Regions from separate parts of the Danio rerio genome. Here region 1 is linked to region 2. The links are chromatin contacts, called in public Micro-C maps. All regions are on one chromosome and are shown on one strand. The core of a region is the stretch at or near the end of the contact, and the rest is flanking DNA. Distances in the headings are between cores, read along the strand shown. Region 1 overlaps LOC100331556 (signal induced proliferation associated 1 like 2). Region 2 overlaps egln1a (egl-9 family hypoxia-inducible factor 1a).

Region 1 (4,155 bases), core at 664-3,163, 52 kb after region 2:
AATCTGCAGCAACTGTGTGATGCTATCATGTCAACATGGAGCAAAACCTCTGAGGAATATTTCCAGTGCCTTGTTGAATCTCTGCCACGAAGGATTAAGGCAGTTCTGAAGGCAAATGGGGTAGGTGTACCTAATAAAGTGGCCGGTGAGTGTACGTAGTAATAAGTAACTTGTATGTGCCTTATGTATGCGAATAAGTTTAATTATCAAAATATAAATCAGAATTATAACTCAAATATTTATTTTGTAATACAAATATGGAGGGAAAGAGTTAAATGCGGAATGCTCTCACTTCTCAGAGCTGGTGTGTGATACTGTAGAGTTCGTCATGCTCTCCATCTCTGGCATTGAGTTTCCCACACAGAAATATTAACAGTCAACATGTTCTGTGCGCGTCACATGCTTTAAGTTGCCGATGGCTACAGTCACCAGGGTGAAGCAGGAGCAGGTCTGACCTGCACAGTTCAGAGAAACAATCTGCCTGTCCAACCTGAAGAGCAGCTACTCTCTCTCTCTCTCTCTCTGTGTGTGTGTGTGTGTGTGTGTGTGTGTGTGTGTGTGTGTGTGTGTGTGTGTGTGTGTGTGTGTGTGTGTGTGTGTGTGTGTTTGTATGCTGTGAGTGTGTGTTTGTATAATGTGTGTTTGTATAATGTGTGTGTGTGTTTGTATACTGTGTGTGTGTGTGTGTGTGTGTGTGTGTGTGTGTGTGTGTGTGTGTGTGTGTGTGTGTGTGTGTGTGTTTGTATACTGTGTGTGTGTGTGTGTGTGTGTGTATGTAATTGTGTGTGTGTTTGTGTGCATGTGTGTGTATGTAATTATGTATGTTTTTGTGTGTCTGTGCATGTGTGTATGTGTGTGAGTGTGTAAGTGTGTATATGTATGTGAGTGCGTTTGTGTATGTAATTATGTATATTTTTGTGTGTCTGTGTGTATGTGTGTGTGTGGTCGCATGTGTAAAAATATGTATATGTGTGTGTGTGTGTCTGTTTGTGTATATAAGTTTGTATATGTGAGTGTGTGTGTGTGTGTGTGTGTGTGTGTGTGTGTGTGTGTGTGTGTGTGTGTGTGTGTGTGTGTGAGTGTGTGTGTGTTTGTGTGCATGCGTGTATATGTGATTGTGTGTTTGTGGGTTTGTGTTTGTGTGTATCTACAGTATGTAAATCTGAGTGTGTGTGCATGTGAGTGTGTGTCTGTGTGTACATGTAATTGTGTATGTATGAGTGTGTGTTTGTGTGTGTGTGCGTGCGTGCGTGCGTGTGTGTGTGTGTGTGTGTGTGTGTGTGTGTGTGTGTGTGTGTGCGAATAAATAATGTGAATCTCCCGTTCCACCATATCCCAAAGGTGCTCTATTGGATTGAGAGCTGGTGACTGTGGAGGCCATTTGAGTACAGTGAACTCATTGTCATGTTCAAGAATCCAGTCTGAGATAATTCATGCTTTATGATACGGCACGTTATCCTGCTGGCAGTAGAGTAGTTTTGAGGGCAAAAGGGGGTCCAACCCACTACTAGTAAGATGTACCTAATAAAGTGGCCGGTAAGTATGTATAAGTTTGTATAGGTGTATAAATATTAACAGGCAAAATAATTTGTAAATTTATAAACAGTGACAAAATTACAATAGTGCAGGTTAGAAATGCTTTTGTGTGTTCTACATATACATTTAACTCACACTCATCCATCATATCTGCTTCAGTCATGACATAACATTTCCCAGTCAGCACATAAACACACACACACACCATTTACCTTCCTGCAAGCATTTACACACTGAAGTGCTGGAAACTGAGTGCCGTTTCTTTGTCTCGCTCCATTTAAAAGCGGATAGAGTTGCAGATTCCCATCCGGAGCCTGATGACGCCACTTTCTCTGAGTCTGTGTGTTTCCAGGCAATCTGTTCAGATGAGGAGACACAACACACACACATGTGGTATGGATGAGTAATGTTACTGCAATGCACAGCGGAGGAGGATGATGATGATGATTCAACTATTCTGATGATGTCACACACTCACTGTCAATACTCAATGTTAACACACTGAAAAAATGCATCACAATGAAGTTTATCATTAACTGTTTGTAACCTTTCCAATTTATTTCGGCTCAGTGGTGGTTGGCACTGTCCCCTCACAGCAAGAAGGTCTCTGGTTTGCGTACCGGCTGGGTCAGTTGGCGTTTCTGTGTGGAGTTTGCATGTTCTCCACGTGTTGGCGTGGGTTTCCTCTGGATTCTCCAGTTTCCCCCACAGTCCAAACACATGCGCTATAGGTGAATAGGGCAAACAAAATTGGCCGTAGTGTATGAGTGTGTGTGAAAGTGTGTATGGGTGCCTCCCAGTACTCTGTTGCAGCTGGAAGAGCATCCGCTGTGTGAAAGATATGCTGAAATAGTTGGTAGTTCTTTCCACTGTGGCGACCCTTGATAAATAGGGGACTAAACCGATGGAAAAAGAAATATGTTTTGTGATACTTGTGCCTTGATCTTTAAACCTTTTAAAGCTGAATTTATCAATGATGGTTAAAAGGTTGTGAAATGATGTTACAGTACATTTTTGGTTTGCCAAAAGTGTAATTTTACATTTACTGAAATATTTGTACTTTTTTTGCATATTCATTAAGTTATCTTAGTTTTTTTAAGTATCTGAACATATTCTACAAAACAAACAAACAAATAAACAAACAAACAAACAATTGAAACGAAACTAAACTAAACTGAGCTGAACTGAACTGAACTGAACTGAACTGAACTGAACTGAACTAAACTGAACTGAACTAAACTAAACTAAAAAAAAAAAAAAAAAAAAAAAACAAATTAACAAAAACAAAAAAAACACAAAACAAAACAAAAAAACTAAAGAAAACGCAATGGAATTCAACACAATAAGAAACTAAACTAAACATAATGTAACAAAACAAAATGAAAGGCGACGCAACAAAACGAAATGCAAAACAAAACAAAAAACAAAACGCAATGGAATGCAACACAACAAGAAACTGAACGAAACTTAATGTAACGAAACAAAACCAAATGAAACAATACACAAAACAAAAGGCAATGCAATGCAACGCAAAACAAAACAAAACAAAACAAAACAAAACAAAACAAAACAAAACAAAACAAAACAAAACAAAACAAAACAAAACACAAAACAGGAGGCAAAACAAAAGAAACACACAAACAAAAAACACAACATAACAAAAACAACACAACACAAAACAAAAAAATTAAAAAATATTTGAATAAAAGCCAAAAATGTTCTTTGATATTTGGTAGTTTTCAAATAAATATTTATACTTTGTATTTAGTTTAACTTAATGTAAATGAACACATATTTAAATAATAAATACATTTTAAAATGCTTAATTATACTTATGTGGTCACTTTTTTTGTGACTTTTTAGTAAAATTTTAAAATGTAACTTGTTAAAATGCTAATTAAAAATTAAAATATGCTAAACAAATACAGTTTTGAAAACAAAAACAACTGCAAAACTGTAAATACAAATCACAGCAGTATCTCAGTGACACTAAAATATAACTGACATATATAGAGCTGAGATATCTGGGCCCCGAAACATGAACGTGAGCTCAACACACATCAGCATCTGAAGGTTATCCTGAATTTGCTCTGGCTGGAGATTATCTGTCTGAGTGCTCTGATGCAGCAGGAGAATAAAGACGGATTCTGCTGCTAGAGAAACGGTTGCCATGGCAACAACACGGCTGGTGCCGCTGACCTCTGATCAGTCGCTTTAGTGCAGAAAAACAACCACACACACGCATTTAAACTGCACAAATACACACAGCTGAAGTAAAAATTATTAGCCCTTCTGAATTACTTGCCCCCCTGTATATTTTTTAACAATTCCTGTTTAACAAGAAGATTATTTCCATCACATTTCTAAACATGCATTTAATAATGATCTTTTTTGGCTTTTTATTACTCAAGGGTCGCCACAGCAGATTGAACTGACAACTTATCCAGCACGTTTTACTTAGCTGATGCCCTTCCTGCCACAACCCATCACTGGGAAACACACACACGACACGAACTGTTCGCTCAAGTTTCAAAAACTGTTGTGTGCTCCACCAGTCGAAATTATGTCGCATACACCCAAAACAAACCTCCACAAACACCACGATGACATCACATTCGC
Region 2 (4,240 bases), core at 1,170-3,669:
AGGGCATGTGCACTGCACAGGTTGAGCCCTATGTGTGCACGTGCCTGGCCCGAGAGCCACATGTGGCTCTTTGACCAAAAATATAGGGCTCTCCAGCTGTCTCTCTTCAATAATATTTGAAATTTTTAAATATTATAATCATCACTAGAAATCAGTTTCCTATTGAAAATGCAATTACAATTCCCTTTTATTGTATTTTTTTACAGCAAAATAAATAACTCAGTTTACAATAAAAGAATGTTTCAAGCAATGCGCGTGTGTGCTGTGGATTAACTCGAATCGCAGCACCAATAAAGGGCATGCAACTTCTAATTCTATGCTAAGTGCATAGAAGCATCCGCCGCATAAAACATATGCTGGATAAGTTGGAAAGATTGTTTCATATTAATTAGTTTTTTTTTATTCAAATTCTAGTCATTTAATAATATACAATCACAAGATTTGTCTGTTTTCTATGTTCAGGAAAACATTTGATAGTATTTTAGCTGCTCGACAGCTCCACATTGTGGTCATGATGATGTTTACATTTATAGTCAAATTTAGGACTTTTATTAAATATCTGAAGCTGCATGAGTAAAATGAATGCTGTATGTCCATACATAACAAAAACCTTTAATATATTTGTGCTTAATCTTGTATGACAACACCAGTTTGCAATATCACTAACAATATCAAACTGCAATATCACCGTGTTCTGCTGAGAACTCCTCGTGTCTCCGCCAGGGGGCGCTTTTGCAGCAGTGTAGAAGAAGATTATACTGCAATAAATTAATAATCTATTATAATTATGCAAAAACTATGTTCTAATTCTTTTTCAAATCTTTTTCAAGTGCTGTTTAATGAATATCATTTAACATCATTTTTTACATTTCTTTTTCCATTTCTTTTGTTTTTGCTATGATGACTGAATTTAATATTTTACTAGTTATTTTGCTAGAAAGTGTTGAATTGAAAGGTTTAGCTTACTTATTGGGTCAATTGCAAGTCATTGGATCACAGTGATTTGTTCTGTAGACCAGGGCTGCTCAACCCTGTTCCTCTTAGATCTTAGATCTACCTTCCTACAGAGCTCAGCTCCAACCCTGATCAAACACACCTGAACCAATTAACTAGGACCTGAACAGCACTTGATAATTACAGGCAGGTGTGTTTGATATGGGTTGCAACTGAAATATGCAGGAAGGTAGATCCTGGTCACCCCTACTGTAGACAATCGAGAGAAAAATCTATAATAATATTAACCAGAGCGATTTTAGATTTTTTATTATTTTCCATATATATAGAGAGATAAAAATGCTTTGAAACATTACTTTGCTCTGTTATACATCACTTGGGAAAAAAAATTGCAACTAAACAAAACAGACCAGTCTACAGAGAATATTTCAATTATACATGTAAACAAATATTTGTAAATAAATGCATATTTATATAAACATATATGCATTATTATATTATATTATATTATATTATATTATATTATATTATATTATATTATATTATATTATATTATATTATATTATGTTTGTTTTCCAATTCAAATTATCTCAAATAATTATTAACACACCGATGATTTAGCAAATATTTTATAGGAAAAGATAAGCTAAATGTATATAGATAAACTTCTTTAAAAAAAAATTATTTTCAAGATAAATACTTTTACTCTCTAAAGCTATCTCAAATATATTGAGAAACAGATAATTAAAATATATCTGTAAAGAAATGTAAATTTATAGATAAACATACATGCATAATTATATTATATTCAAGACAAATATTTTTCAACACTAAACTATCTCAAATATATTAACAAATAGATAAATAAACAAATATTTAAAAAACAAATGGGCTAAATATTTGTAGGTTGCCATTTATAAAATATTTTTAATATATATTTTTAAATTATTATTATATATGTTTTCCATTTCAAATGATCTCAAATAATTATTTACAAACATATAAATAAATAAATATTTGGCGAAAAAAAATTTCAAGAATATATATATATATGTATATGTATATGTATGTATATATATATATATATATATATATATATATATATATATATATAAACAAATATTTGTAAATAGACATTTATACATAAACATTTATAAATAATTTGTTTACTACTTTCAATACAAATAATATTACGCTCTCAAATAACTATTTACAAACAGATAATTATTCATAAATCAAAACATATTTACAGGTGGACAAATATTTAATGATAAACAGAAATTATACAAAGTACATAAATACACAAATAACCTAAAAAAATAACATTAATGTCTATGTGCAAAATGTGAATAATTTAAAGACGTGACTGACTGTGATTCAACAACCAAATCTGACAATACAATAAATTCATTGAAATGCGAGATTTGCACAGTCAGCTTTCTGTTTACTAATAATGACCAGAGTCGTGCACTAGGGGGCAATGTTGATCTGAGTTTAAAATCAATATCAGGCCTGCATGACAAATACTGGTGATGATTTTAGGAAAATTCCTTTCAATACCAGTTCGATTCCCAACATTTTCATGAATATATTTTAGATTTATTGTCAAACTCAAGATAAACTGAATTAAATATGAGTTTTAAAGGGACAGTTCACCCTAAAAGAAAAACTCTGTCACCATTTAATCACCCTTCCAACCTGTTATTATTTTTAAATACAGATAAAGATATTGAATGCTGAATGTTGTGGGGAAATGACTGCCATTGACTTCTGTTTGGTCTACTATAGATGTCATCGGCTGCTTGTATCTATACATTCTTCAGAATATCTTGTTTTGTGTTCAACACAAGAAAGACATTCATGAAAGTTCATAAAATAATATTGAAAGTTTTGGGTAAACTGTCTCTTAAAGATCACTTCAGTTGAACTTCGATTAAAAGTCTGAGTAAACCAGAACAAACCCAGTGAAATCCTTCAGAAGTGGGTCAAAGTTGAAGTCAGCCTGCGGCTCTTTATTGAGTTTTACTAATGTTCACACAGGACGGATATTCCCACATTTTTAGCAACATTAAAGGGGTAGTTCATACAAAACTGAAATTTCTGTCATTTACTAATTTGTTCCAAAACTGTTTGAGTTTATTTATTCTGTTGAACACAAAAGAATACAGGTTTTCAGCTTCCATCTTCTCTTGTGTTTAACTGAATAAAGAAAGTCTTAAAGGTTTGGAACCAGTTGATGGAGAGTAAATAGTGAGTGTGTTTTAATTATTGGGTGAACTGAAATATCACTTTAACATGCTTTATCGCAAAATTAATGCAATGTTTTCAGACACTTAAGGTACACAAACATTTTCTATTCATTTTCCTTAAACTGGAATGATAATCAACAAATGTGACGTCCAAATAACATGATGAAAATACATACAATTTTATTTTAGACATGCCTTGTCTCGTTTGAGGTTAGCATCGTTAGATAATGCACAAAATAGTAAAAAGTGTCTAATCTGCTACTTGATAACTTTGTAACTGTAAATTCTGTTATCGTCAACTGTTACCATCAACTGTTACCATCAACTCTGTTATCTTCAACTGTTACCGTCAGCTCTGTTATCGTCAACTCTGTTACTGTCAACTCTGTTACCGTCAGCTCTGTTACCGTCAGCTCTGTTACCGTCAGCTCTGTTACCGTCAACTCTGTTACCGTCAACTCTGTTACCGTCAACTCTGTTACCGTCAGCTCTGTTACCGTCAGCTCTTTTACCGTCAACACTGTTACTGTTAACTGTTACCGTCAACTTTGTTACTGTCAGCTCTGTTACCGTCAACTCTGTTACTGTCAACTCTGTTACCGTCAGCTCTGTTACCGTCAACTCTGTTACTGTCAACTCTGTTACCGTCAACTCTGTTACCGTCAACTCTGTTACCGTCAACTCTGTTACCGTCAGCTCTGTTACCGTCAGCTCTTTTACCGTCAACACTGTTACTGTTAACTGTTACCGTCAACTTTGTTACTGTCAGCTCTGTTACCGTCAACTCTGTTACTGTCAACTCTGTTACCGTCAGCTCTGTTACCGTCAACTCTGTTACTGTCAACTCTGTTACCGTCAACTCTGTTACCGTCAGCTCTGTTACCGTCAGCTCTTTTACCGTCAACACTGTTACTGTTAACTGTTACCGTCAACTTTGTTACTGTCAGCTCTGTTACCGTCAACTCTGTTACTATTAGCTCTGTTACCGTCAACTCTGTTACCATCAACTCTGTTACCTTCAGCTCTGTTATTGTCAA

Evidence for each region. A called contact is a pair of places that touch in the nucleus more often than the background predicts.
Region 1: a Micro-C map of caudal fin shows a contact between it and region 2, with 2.5 times the contacts expected there. The contact joins two enhancer-like sites. A contact is called at or near these places in 2 of 18 Hi-C or Micro-C datasets (caudal fin and an unstated tissue).

What each region holds. Positions count from the first base shown.
Region 1 is chr13:53,086,813-53,090,967 of GRCz12tu, forward strand. All of the region lies in intron 11 of LOC100331556 (signal induced proliferation associated 1 like 2), which reads left to right. Among named protein-coding and RNA genes, the nearest start is that of egln1a, 91 kb to the left of the region's middle. Within about 2 kb of position 1,914, at least 19 of the 62 cell types and tissues checked have an H3K27ac peak or open chromatin away from gene starts, as enhancers often do. A contact at or near this core is called in caudal fin, where this site is marked.
Region 2 is chr13:53,033,897-53,038,136 of GRCz12tu, forward strand. All of the region lies in intron 5 of egln1a (egl-9 family hypoxia-inducible factor 1a), which reads left to right. All of the region lies in intron 11 of LOC100331556 (signal induced proliferation associated 1 like 2), which reads left to right. Among named protein-coding and RNA genes, the nearest start is that of egln1a, 38 kb to the left of the region's middle. Within about 2 kb of position 2,420, at least 6 of the 62 cell types and tissues checked have an H3K27ac peak or open chromatin away from gene starts, as enhancers often do. A contact at or near this core is called in caudal fin, where this site is marked.